Linked DNA regions of Bombyx mori: region 1 is linked to region 2. Evidence: chromatin contacts called from public Hi-C data. All regions are on one chromosome and are shown on one strand. Each heading gives the region's core, a stretch centred on a gene start, on an enhancer-like site or on the middle of the called end of the contact. The rest is flanking DNA. Distances are from core to core; before and after follow the strand shown.

Evidence for each region. A called contact is a pair of places that touch in the nucleus more often than the background predicts.
Region 1: a Hi-C map of whole pupa shows a contact between it and region 2, with 2.5 times the contacts expected there. The contact joins the enhancer-like site here to the promoter of LOC101741876 in region 2. A contact is called at or near these places in 2 of 7 Hi-C or Micro-C datasets (middle silk gland and whole pupa).

Annotation. Positions count from the first base shown.
Region 1 is chr4:4,914,882-4,921,920 of ASM3026992v2, forward strand. It overlaps LOC110385726 (a long non-coding RNA gene), which reads right to left. Exons shown (of 3, transcript XR_009972901.1): 3 at 4,898-7,039. Among protein-coding and RNA genes, the nearest start is that of LOC110385726, 6.9 kb to the right of the region's middle. Within about 2 kb of position 4,415, at least 8 of the 8 cell types and tissues checked have open chromatin away from gene starts, as enhancers often do.
Region 2 is chr4:4,859,405-4,866,504 of ASM3026992v2, forward strand. It overlaps LOC101741876 (tetratricopeptide repeat protein 14 homolog), which reads right to left and starts at 5,128. Exons shown (of 18, transcript XM_021350008.3): 1 at 4,969-5,128; 2 at 4,519-4,825; 3 at 3,566-3,642; 4 at 3,123-3,245; 5 at 1,613-1,833; 6 at 179-319. The coding sequence starts at 4,819.

The DNA.
Region 1 (7,039 bases), core at 3,165-5,664, 55 kb after region 2:
GGTTTGTATCCATGTTTGTAATACGTAATGTAGTCAAACTTGGTTGAGCGAAAATTACACGACCGAGAAAAAAATTGAGGCTAATTTCCAGATGTGTTCCAGAAAATCTCTCAATCTTCTAAAAGTAAAAAACAAAAAACCTCGACAAGAGTAATTCGTTTTTCGTTGTATACCTCTGTAAGTGACCACGCCACTTGTCTCGAGAAACATATGAACGACAGTTGAGGATATTCATTACTTGCTATTTATCACACATGATTGAACCGCTGTCTTATGATAGTCAAATTACTTGAAACTACTACTACAACTAGCATTGTTCTTTTTTTTATTGCTTACGTGTGTGGACGATCTCATGGACCATCTGGTGTTAATACCTACCTACGACGTAAATGCTGCCACCTACCCTGAGACATATGTTCTAAGTCTCAGTATTAACAGTAGAACGGCTGCCTTACCCTTCAAACCGAAACGCATTACTGCTTCACGGCAAAAATAGGCAGGGTGGTAGTACCTACCCGTGCGGACTCAAGACGTTCTACCACCAGTAAAAACACCAGTTTCTGTATCGTATTACTTTTATTCGAATAACCAAATATTAGAGGAATGCGAATGAACCAAGCTAATACTTCACGCAGTACGTCCAAGTCAACCTCTGATAGCTTCATACAGGTCGAGAGCGTGTGTAATGTCAGGGAATACACAAGTGATTAATATCGTTAAGAATCATGCGAAGACGTCTACTGACCGAAATGATTTGTCAAAGAAGTAAGCACTTGAGTTCAGATTCTCCAACATTTTTTTTAATACTCCTTACATGTTGATGTATAGAACAAAATCTTGGATATTCTGCTTTATCAATTTCTTACGGATAGAACACAGATAGTGTAGCTAGCACAGTAGCTTCATGAAGAAAAACTGAATCTTTGAACATTTTTCTTAATACCTTTAACTTTTACTATATAATGGTGCTTACTTTAGATATTATGTGTTAGATCACTATACTCAGGTTTTGTCTTTTCTGATATACTTAAAATATGAATTTATGAGGTGACGTAATATTTTGCCACAATCAGGAAGATTTTATTGAAATCGCAACACTGTGTGGTCGCGGACACGTGCCGTCTGAGGCAATAGCTCCCCGTGGCTTTTAATTTCGTTCTATTCATGATATGAAATATTCGAGCTTACCCTAATTAACCTGATTATTCATTTGATTTTTATGTACATACAGAATGTGTTGCGGTATGTGTCAACGACTACTTAATTTAATGATTTATTTTCAAAATTAAATTTGTTGTTAATGACAATTCATGTTGTAGAAGAGTTCGTCGTGGCTTAAAGTATCAAGCGAAGCGACCACAGAAATAATATCAATTATTTATTTCTGTCAGCGACAGTGTCGGGGTTCAAATCCCGCAGGCACAAGCCTCGTGCTTATATGTACCGAGATCTCGTAATATATTTTGGTTTTTACAAAGTGTAATTCAGAAAATGTGTTTTTTTGACTACCTTATTACCAAAAGCCTCGAGGTGCTACGGGGCTTAGTCTGAGAGACTGCTATCATGCGTCCTAGCAAGAGCAGTGCTTCGCAGAATCTACTATCGAATCGGAATCGCGACCCATTGAGAAGATCCGGCGAGGAGCTCAGTGGATTGTGTCTGTGGGTTGAATTGCACGTCGAATCTATGGTGACATTCGACGAGTTAGACAAGAACGATGACCGATACATGAAATACACCGAGAGTCGATCGAGAGGATCCGAAATGACGTGTTGAGGGTGTCGGTGACTGTGTTGCCCGGCCGTCTCGATGGGATTCCATAGGGATTAAAATATATATTTAAAACTGTGAAAATAATTATTTGTGTTACAATATAATTAAATTTTCCTTACATTAATACCGCGAAATGTAAATAACCGTTTAACAAATAAAATGATATCGCAACAATAGCGATACGATCCCGCTTTTATTCAACACCGGAGAACATCTTCAGTTCTCTGTAGGTATTCGTGATTTCTTTGATTCGTGCCCATTGTGCCCCTGATAAAGGACACTTTTCAGTTTCTGCCGTTTGAATGAATACACCCATTATGTCTACACAAAAGTGGATATTCCAAACAAAAACATCATTGCTGCGGTTATTACGGAGTAAAAAACAATTCATATTCCATTATGATTTCGAACAATGCCTAGTTGGTGAAAATGTTATTTTGTCGCAAATTTCGTCGGATATCGATCGACGTTGGGGCGTTCAGGCTCACAAGGTTTTCACTTTTGATGGTTCGATGTACTTTGATGAATTATCTGTACATGAGATCTTTGGACTTTAGTATTTGATATACTAACAGAAACAACTACAAAATTGAATCGTAGTTTGTAAGATTAGCTTGTTTTATAATTTTGTCACTTCAACATTTGGCTCTAATGGCTTTGAAGCGGATTGCAGTCATAACGCAGCGTTTTTTATTAGAATTTCTCGAACACTACGGTCAGGCCTACAAAAACAAATCCCATGCGTGGGAAAAGTAGTACAGGCCTCATTATAAAAATAAATATTGTTTCCTTAAGGTCATTACTTATTGACGACTCTCTCGGGCGCAAGGACTTTTCTCAAAACGTAATCCTTTTCAATAAATCCTATATGTTTGATTAAATGTAAACTGATCGTATTTTTCATTATTCACGAATAACCTATCTATAACTTTCAACAGAAACAAAAACCGATCTACCGATCATGAGGATGACTATATAGGTATATTTAATCGATTGGTAAAAGCCTCATCAGTAGTTCGAGACGCGTGGGCTTCAAAGTTGAAACCAGCCTGATGTGAATCGATTATCTAGGGCATCTGTTTTTACTGATGGCATGACCTCTTGTGAGTCCGCACGGGTAGGTACCACCGCCCCCTGCCTATTTCTGCCGTGAAGCACTGTTCCTTGATGGATCTTTCCAGAAAGACCGTTTCAGTAACATTGATACTTAATTACGAATCGAACCGGAAACTCCTGTGGTCAGCGTCAGAACGGTACTTTGGTAAGCTATGCATCATGATAATCGTCTTATCGCTGCCGCCGCTGACTACTCCCCGACTCCTGCCCACGGAGGAGCCAGTCACCGTCGATGCCTTAGACAATTCCTTACAGATCCATCAGATCCATTAACTTCAGAACTAGACGCTTTCTGCTCTAACACTAGGAGCCGGCTTAGGGACTCTGGTAATCGTACACAAGGAACTCGGCAGAGTTCAACATGCTACCTAACTCATACATCAGCTCGCTGAGTTTCTCGCTGGATCTTTTCAGCGGGTCGCGATTCCGATTAGGTGGTAGATTCATTCGCGAAGAAGCTGCCTTTGGGTTGATAGGTGTCCTCCGGAGGCGCTTGGGCTGCTATTAGCAAAACCCTTCGCTCCGGGCTAAGCCTTTGCTCGCCCACCTGTCCTGGTGAAACTGGGAAAGTCCACGTGACACAAATAATTCTTCATTAAAAAATTTAAGGAAGCTAAACATTGGATGAGAACTTGTCAGTGCAGCTTATTTATTCCACTGCAAATTCGTGTTCCGGTGTGAGAGGAAGATTGCATGCAATGCAATGGATGTCTCAAGGATGATGTCAGGCGATGACGTCAGAGTTGTTTGAGTTTTAGTAGTAAGTAAGCTCATAATGAGCACACAGCCGTCTTCAGCAGAGAATAATAAATAAAATGTATAAACTAAAGCGATTCTAGATATTTTTATAATATAATTTTGATCTAGTAATGTAGACAGGAATACAATAAAAATAGATCTTAATACAAAACTGTTCAGAGAATTAAATAATTTTGAATAGGAGAAATGTTAGTAATATTAAATAGACGTAGGTATCTAACTGGTAGGTGAGGCTACTGCTCACCGTGGTCACCCTTTCTCCTAGTTATCAGCATCCCACAGACAGAGCCAAGTCACACCTCCAAATACAATATAATAAAAATTTTAAATTGTTGGATATCTTTATAGTCATAATAAGAAAATTTGAAATTAATGTATGAAAAGCCAAGCCTTAAGAAAGTAGCGTCATCTATAAGCTCATTGTAATAATCTTAACATACATAGCAGAGCCATCTAGGATTGGTCGAGGCATTTTCAACAAGTCAAGTATAGATGGCGCTATCTCGTTTTGACGGAAATTGTCCCATTTAAACGTGTACTTTGGTTTTGAACTATTTCAACCAGATGGCGCTTCTGTACATGTCGGCCATTTTGTTGGGATTGCATTGCAAATATTGTATGTATAGTATAAAAATGTACTTGTACTTTGTTAGTTAATTTGACAAAGTACTTATTGATTTTAATTGCTAAGGGCGAGTATGGTCTCTTTGGGTATATAACAAAGAGAAAATGAAAATTGTTTGAAAATTTACATAAATAACTAAATTATTATCAAGTAGTCAATGAAAACAATGAACATAGGTAGAGTTAGAGGGTCAGGTGGTGCACAAAATAAGATAAATATGGTGGTAAATTTGACTTTCGGGCGAAATTAATTTATTACGTATTAAAACAAACGGATAATTGCAAATACCTAGCAAATAGTATTTTTTCTTTTTTGTTAACTTCTAACCTTTAAATATTTTCCCAAATGTTTAATTCGCAATTCGTTAGCATCGTATCAATTTATTTGTTGCTGGCTTCAAGCCAAAGATAAATGACCTATGATATCAAAACGTGATCACCTTACGCGTTATCGTTTATAAATTATTCCAATTGTAAGATTAAAAAAATACAATCTATTTCTGCTCTCCTACATCATTAAATTTATTTATAAACGACGTAGGCGAGCGATGTTTAGCTTTAGTCGAATCACGATATATCAGTATTCTTGTCTACTATTAATAGGTATATAAATGAAAACACATTCTTACATATAAAAATATTTTATTAAAAACATTTTGGTAACATTTAATAAGAACACTTAGGTAAAAATAAATCGACCTCAAAATTATTTTAAAAGAACAGCCTGGACTGGAAGTTCACGGAGGAAGCCGGAACAGCAAAAACTAAAATAAATAAAAACAATGATAACACTCTAGGCAGAGACGTGTCTAATTGACAACCAGAATTAAGGCATCGCAAGAATAATTATTTAAGTACGATAAAATACCTACGGCTATTATTATAATTACAACAAATAAACGCCTAGTGTCTATCTTTCAGTTGTGTATGCTCGCGACCCTGTACAACTCTCTTGGCAGGGAGCTTACATCGAGTATTATTGCCACTAACATTATTCACATCACACACGAGACATCTTGCTTGCCACTACGTAGTAATTATACACTACTAAATACTAAAACATCCCAATTATACGAAGCTAGTTTAAAATTTTACCTAACTAATAATAATAATATTAACATCTTCGGTTAATTTTGATACTAGAATGATATAACATCATTAAATATTGTACTCTTAACATTACGCTGGATTAAATTAAATTGAGGAATTAAAACATTTTATACATAATATTGCAAGCATTACTGAGATTGTGCACGTTACGTGGTTCGTTACAAACATTAACATTTGATATACTTAGCGTTAGAAGGAAGTTGCTTAATAATATTATACTGAAGTGGACAAGATGAGACGAGCTCTCTTCCGATGTTGGAGTCGAGCTGTCACAGCTACATTAAAGGAACAGTCATATAGATTAAATTACGAGCATTGGCACTTTTCAATATTAAATCTTAATTATACTCTCGAAATAGCACTGCACATCGATAACCAACTTAAAAACTAAATTCAGATCAGTCATTTATGATATCACATCAAAATAAACAGGGAAATACATAATATGTGATCATCGATTGAATATACTATGTAATAATTATTATATTCTTTTCAAAAGAGGTATTAATTTTCTTAAGGGTCACTAAAAATATTGAGCTCTGCGCCGAGCGCGACGCACTATATCACCATAATACGAGAATAACATTGAACCAATAAGATTTGGTGCCTGGAGTTCGTCTCCCGAGTTATTTCTATTTCGCTAAACCTACATAATGCTTATCAGATATACGTAATACAGGCCGGAAGTACGTGCGACATCGGTGTCGATATGCATTTATTACGTCAAATTTAGCGTAGCAACACCGGATGCAGACGTTCTCTGGCTGAACCCTTCATCCTTATACAATTTTGTTATAAAAATACTGTCATTTGACTACAGTTGAATGAAATAAAATAACATGAGAACAATACATAGAATAATAAATATTATTATGAATAATATCATGTAATTGATTTGACTAAACATTTTAAAATGCATAAAAATTGTAATGATTGAAACATTTGTAAAATCATTTAGTATACAACTTTAATTATTCACTCTCGATCAAACAAATAAAATTAGTGATGGAAAGTAATAAATTGATTTTCGATTTTCTTGTTAAATAAATAATAGCACAACACCCAAATTATTTGGCAATGTGATTTTAAATAAACATTAACAACTACTACCCTCGGCTGCTAAACTTAAAACACAAAACTGGAATGCAAATATTGCATCGTACCTCAGCACCTCGCGGCGCTTACATCACAACTAACACTTAGGAGACATGCACAACAACAGCTAGTCTACATCTGTGCGTTTCGCTCCGAATACTTTCCTTTGAACTACATGCGATTGCAGCTTTGTCACAAAATAATGATAAAAACTAAAAATAATCTGAATGCAACATTGATTTCATTATAACCAATAACAACCGTGCGAGTGCGCGTGACTGAGGATATAGCACACTAGGCAAGCAAAGACACCTCTCAACAGAACTATACATTCATTATTCGCAAACAGTTATCATATGAGGTGCCTTCTAAAACAGGCATTAAGTATGTACTCATGTCAGCTGCATTCTGAGATCTATGCTATATGTTCAGTCATTACACACTGAATCATAAATAAATATATAAATAAACAATTTGTTTAACATTTTAACTATAATTTTTTTGTGTTCATAGCCCAGTTCGTTGTACAAACACATAAAAAACAGACTTGCATTTATGACTC
Region 2 (7,100 bases), core at 3,878-6,377:
TTACACCGTGTCCTATGAAAGATTGCTGGATTGTAAATATTTCAATAAAAAATGTTCCAGTTTCATTATGCGTTCCTAAGTGGACGTTTCCAGCAATATCATTGTCTATGGTAGAGATTCTAATACACACTATAAAATGATCTGCATATATTTTTTAATCAATAACCAATGTTATTACCTCAAATATGAGAAATTTGTGCAGTGCATGTTGGCAATGCCAAGATGTTCAGAGAGGAATTGAATGCAGTTGGGATTATTGAAGCCTGGGCTCTTCTCCAATATGGCTTCATAGTTTTCTCCTTTCATATCCATGGTTTTCCTATTAAGATATAAATATATGAGTAAATAGGTAGATTCATATGAACAATATAGAAAACCTTTTGAATATTTTATTTATATGGAGCATTCAACTTCAGAAAAGGTATTTACAATGAAAAATTAAGCTTAATAAACCCTAAAATGTGTTAAGCCACACATATAATCCTCACCTGTTCCCATGGAGCTGTTCAAAAAATGTAATTAACTTGTATGTTATTCTTTCAGACACAAATATATCATAACATCATAGATTATGTGATTCCGCCTCAACAATGTGACAGTAATAGTACAACCAGTATGTTTCAGCTAGTCACTGATAATTTAGTAGGTATTACAAACAGGTCTTGGAACACGTTGCTATACCTAGAAAAGAACACCCTAAAATAATAGAGGGAGCAAATTCGTCCATCATCAGCTGCATGGTCACCTCCGCACAAAACAATGTAAGCTGCAGTGCTAGTGTCAAAACTATGTGCCGTTTCAAGAGCCTCATTTCATCAGCTAAATCGACAATTCCCCATATTTAGTCCATCTATAAGTAAATGACTCCAATATCCATTAAATGTTCATTTATAAAAGTCCAAAAATGTCTCAGAAAATGCTGGAATATCAAACATTAGCTTTAATTATAATATCTTGATCCCATTTAGACATCAGATTGAAGTGAACCTAAGTACTGACCTTTTCCTCTTATGTAAAAAATAAAACAATACAACTCAATGATTGTTATCTTATCTTATCCTCAAAATATAATGGTTTTGCACAATATTTTCAGATGTATAAGATCCCTCCTGTCATTCCATTGAATTTGATTTTTTTTAAATATGTAAAGTGGTCTCTCATTTTATTGTTGAATGCATATAAGTACTGAAAATCGATTATCCAATAATGTATTTTCCATATCTTCATGTGCCTGCCTGCCTATGTGAATTTTGTTTTTCATGGTTTTGAATGACCAAAAAAAAACAATAGAGATACGGTTTCATTATGACAAATAAATATAATATGGTGAAATCCTCTTGTAATTATTCCATACTTGTTATGAATCCTCATAACTGTATTCTATGTTTCTTCCAAATAAATAACATTCAAAATTCTCTATTAATCTATGTTATGTTGGGTATCCTCCATTATTCAAGTCTTCAAATATTATGTATACACAAAATACATCAATTTCAAAACTTCTACTACAATAAATAAACAGGTACAAAAATAACAAACATGTGTAACAAAACCTGCAATGTGTAGGGTATTGGTGATTATTTGAAAAAGATAAATTAATCTTTATACATACTTGTAGATCAAGGGGAAGTCGTCAGTACTCAGGAGGCCGAGCGGAGGCTTAGGCGGGGGATCATCGGGCCCTCGCGTCACACCCTTCATGCCGCAAACCATTTTGTCTGTATCTGGAATAACTTCTATGACTTCGCAGCAAACAGTGTCATTCATCAGGTAGTTTCTTGACACATTTTTCTTGTCAACAGCTTGAATAATATTTCCTACTGGTAAAAAAGCCTGCAAAAAAGTTTATTTCACATAGTTTGTTTTATATGATGTTTTTTATAATTATAATATAGTATTAAACTATTCTAACATAAAATAAGCTGTAGTTAATATGGTTGTATTATTTCATTATCTAACCTTTTTTTCTACCTAATTGCTGGTAGCCTCACGGGGCTATTCTAGCTACTTGCAGTTTGGTAGACTCACAGGGCTCAGGCTGAGAAATAGCTAACCAGCCAAACAGTCATGACCCTGGACTGAACTGATGCTGAACATAATCAGAACAGTTTAACAAGTTATCTAATTTCCTTAGGTAATTTGAATCTTGTTTTAGTGTGGTAGTGGAGGATGACTTCATTAGAATTAGCTGATTGACAAACATTTTATTTGAAGAGTTCTCAAGCCTTTCTAGAGTTAAGTAGTAATTAAAATTTGAGACCTGAAGTTGAAGTCTACATAAAAGTAGTTTTTACTAATTATTCATAGTTTGGATAGTTACAACAACAACTGATATCCAACACACCAAGTGACATGTGTAATTGAATGAAATTAGATTTTGCTGTTTTTCAATCCCATCCTATTTTATTTATTTTTATCAGTCAATTGTGTCATGCCATTTCTGAGCTGTCAAGAATGTGTAAACAATGACCATTAAATAAATAGTTTTAATTTTTGAAATGACTAAGAATGATAGGAAAACGCTCCTTGTGATTAGGACCTTTCTTCTTTAAATTGGGTAGTAGGTATATTTTTGCGTAAGGTTACACATATACATTAGATATACATGTATTGTAAAACGAACCAGGATGGTTAAATGAAGTTTTATGTACAGAAACCTAAAAATTTCCTCACAGTAATTCAAGGCTCAAACCATCATTTTGACTGAAAGTAACTCCTTTCAGTCCATGATCATTCACTGAAAGGAGTTACTTTGTTAAAAACTGTTGGACAATACATATTCATTACTTACTTTACTATCTTAAATCTTCTTAATTTAGGAAACATTTTATCAAATTTATACAAAAGTTTAATGTATTTTTGATGTACATGATACATCATAGCTAAATGATGCAATATCTCAGACACAAGACATTTTCCCATGCATGTTATTTTAAATTAATACATAGCTCACATCACTTATAGAATGAATAAAATTATATGTCTGATAATAAAGATTAATTTTTCACATACAATGTTTTTGTTTTTGTAAATAATGTCTCGTGATCTAAGTGTACATCACATTCTATGACATGTATGATCAAGAATTTTAACAATATGTAACGAAAAAAAAAAAAACTTACCTTGACATTAATGTCGGCTACATATCTGGAAGTGGGTCCTGCTGTGCAAAGAACCTTAAGCATCATCCCTGACGCAGTTCTGTTGATTACAGCTCCAATGATCAGCTCACCAGTCTTCACATTCTGTACATAAGCGACATTGTAATCACATTTCAATGTTTCAGTACAAAAGTGAAAAAATGATGTGTTGCAAAGTTTAATAATGAATTTGTCATTTCTTAATCAATAATTTCATTTCCAAAGTTCCAGACTTAATTTTCATTTTTACACAAGATAGACTAAAGCCATTATTTGTAAATAGAATTTCTGACATTGAACAACTTATTGAAAGATTTCTCAAAATCCATTTGTGAGACATGGAAAACAATTATTTTTAATACTTTTTTTTTTCTTCAAAATCTTCTTGAAATGTGAAAATTTCAGATGTTACTGTAAATACTTACATCAAAAAAGTGTCTTAATCTTGCTGTTTTATCCACATTCAGAAATGTTTCAAATGGAGGCATCAATGCATACAAATCTGTAACAAAATAAAATTTATTAAACTATCTTTCCTCCATAGTTAGAGAAGTAAGCATGCCATCATATTAAGCTTATTAAATATGTATACCGGCCACATTTAATTTTGTTCAAGATGTATTTGCATTTACTTAATCATATTGTGTAGGTAGTAAATCTAACCAAATACAGATATAATATTATGCAAATGAAATGTATGAAATTTATGTCTCTAAAAAGGTTATGTAAATCTATATAAACTGTCAATAGACTGGCAACAGAGTTAAGGCTACTTTTACAAAACTGCATTAAGTATTAATCTAAAAGTTGTCCTTTTTGGGAAAAATAAAGGAGCATTCTCAGCTAATTTGGCAATGTAATGCAAATTTTTGTGTAATTTCTAAGCTGATAAGTTTTTATTAAAGAACAAATAGATGTTGAATGAAAATTAACATTTTGAAGTTAAATGAGTGTGGGAGTCAACTCTAAGGATTTCTCACACTTAAGTGGTGGTGACATCATAGACCACATATTTTTTATGTATTTTGGGTAATCATAATTCAGATTACATTGCTGGGTATTCAGGGCTGTTTTCTAATCAATCAAAGATGATAATCAGTAAGATCTCTTCATAAGCTTGACAAAGGCACTAATAACGGAATAGAGGTAGTATTATATATGTGTAAGTAGAAAACAATTACATATTTCACACCAACATGAAAAAAACATTTTTCTCTTACACGGCTTTTAAATAATTCATTATTACAGGAAACCATAGGTATTTCAATACATTTTTAAATTGGTTTCCATAGCAATATCGTGTAAACCTTTACCTATGGTATATTAATGCAAACAATAGGACAAAATTTTCATGGTTTATTATTTTACGAATACTTACTGTCTTCGGGCACTAGAGTCTCAGTCCCATTAGTTGACGACGAAGGAGTATCCTCCAGTAAGGAAGAATCAAATAAAGCTCCAGCTTCTTTAGCTATGAACTGATGTAATTTCAACCTCTTGCTACGATCTTGGAAGGTGAGGTGCTTATGTCTCGACTGGTATACAGCAAAGTCTAAAGCACCCACGCCGATTTTAGCTAAATCATCTTCTCCTCTCTCAGACTCCCACGTTTTTTGTAACTGCTGTCCATGATAATTTATGGACTGCGCCACTAAGGACGCATCCAATAAAGGATCCATTTAAATCTACAAAATTTTAGGAAAATTAGAAACTTTGCGGCATAACATTACCAGAAAAAGCGAGAGTGAAATGCACGACGCCATTTTGCATGAACTACATTTTTCACTTTTGAAATTTATTTGAAAGATATGTTTTTATTGTTACTTACTCTTTTTTTCCCAGCACGAAGTTATGTTGTTACGTTTCCAAAAAAATTCAGTCAATGTTATAATGATTGAGAAAAAACCTATTCAATAATCAAGCGAAATGGCGACCAATGAATTTTACATAGAGGAAACGCTCCTAAGTACAAGCACAGACTAAAATTAAATAGAGTAGAGATTATTTACGATTTTTGTCTATGGTGAAATATGTTAGCATTTAGGTTAGGGACCTTTTGGCGAGAACGCGAGGAGCGAAGTTGTATGAATTTTTTTATTTCTTAATTTTGTATTTATTCAGGTTTAAATGTGTTGCAATGGTGGCTTACTAACCCTTTAGTGTACGTGAAAGTTCACAGGTGTGAGAAACTGAAACAAAGTGGATGAACATGACTTTCGGATTTTTCCTAAAAGTTATTGAAGTCTCGGTTTTATTTCATTTCATTAAACTTCATCCTAAATACCACCCGATTAACCTCCTCCCAGCGAAAAGCAAACTGTACGAAGGCCTTTTTATATTTTTTATTGCCCCTCTTGGCGAAGGAGCATACGGCCCACCTGATGGTTAGTGGATACCCTTGCCCATGGACATTAGCAATACCAGGGTCAGCCAAGCCGTTGCCTACAGCTCGCTTGCTCTTCCACGCTCCAGCTTCCTCACTCGGATACCACTTGGAAGGGAATGCGCGATATCCCCGGAATGGAGGTCGGCTTGCCACTGAAAGTACATTAGAGTAAAAATATGATTATGTTTATTTTGAACGGTACTTCTTTCCTAATCTTTAGAAGGTAAAAGCTTTATTTATTTTATGTGGAACGCGAGGAGTAAAGGTGTGTGATTTGTTTTATTTTGTCTATTTAGTGTTTCTTCAGCTTTAAATGTGTAATGACGGTGGTTTATTAACTGTTTAATTTTTTGTGAAAGTGCGCAAGTGTGGGAAAATGAAACAAAGCCGCTGGACGTAGCTTCACGAGATCCTCCAAAAAGTCCACTGAAAAAATCTCACTAAATTTTACTGAGTTTATATTTTATCTCATATAATCTCATCTCATTTCATTGAATTTCATCCCAGTTGATTAATGTCTCAAATTTATCATCTTCATTTCATTTCATTTAACTCAGTGATTATCAAACTTATTTCTTTTACCGCCCCCTTTGAAAATCAATTACTTTTCAGCGCCCCCCATTTTTTATACACGCCTAAAACTTTAAAACCACAATTTCATTAATTTAATTAATAAATGTTGTTATTAATTTTAGTAAATGTAGTACCACGTAGTACATAATTATGTATTTGTAGATGCTATTATTGTTTCTTCATATTATTATATGTCCGTACATTGCTACAGAGCGTGTATTTACAAATTTGCAAAGTAAAAATGAATTGTTCTCATCAATATGTTTGTTTAAATTCAGAATCACCAAAATAAATTGCTAGTTCACTGTACTATTACTATGATAATTTATTAGAACGAAACTATTTTTGTTGAATATCTTTCTCATTAATATAAGATTCTCATCATAAGATAATTAAAAAATTATATTTCGACTAGTAAATAATACTACTAACAATAATAACTTATTAAACTACGAATAAGCTAAACCTGGAAGTCGGATTTCATTTATCTGGGCTCCGTCACAGCTAGTAATGGATCCTCCGAAAAGGACCTCAGAAGGCGAATCAGTATGGCAAAGAGAGCTATGTCCCAAACCGTGTTTGGGCGGACAGAAACATCTCGAGGAATACCAAAAAGCAGCTCGTCATCTCCCTCGTCTTTTCCATTTTTCTCTACGGCGCAGAGACTTGGACCCTCAAGAAAGCCGATCCCCAACGTATCGACGCGTTTGAGATGTGGTGCTGAAGGAAAATGCTCGGGATTCGTTGGACAGAACACAGAACCAACGAATCCATTCTTACCGAGCTCAAGATTCCAATGTGCCTCAGCACTACATGCGCGCGGAGAAGTTTCGAGATCTTTGGACATATCGCCAGAAAGAGAGGTGACAATCTAGAAAAGCTGCTGGTAACAGGCAAGGTATGCGGGAGAAGGCACAGAGGCAGAAATCCAATGCGCTGGTCGGACCAAATACGCTCCACTCTCAATATCTCAGTCCACGTTGCTATCCACACAGCCGAGG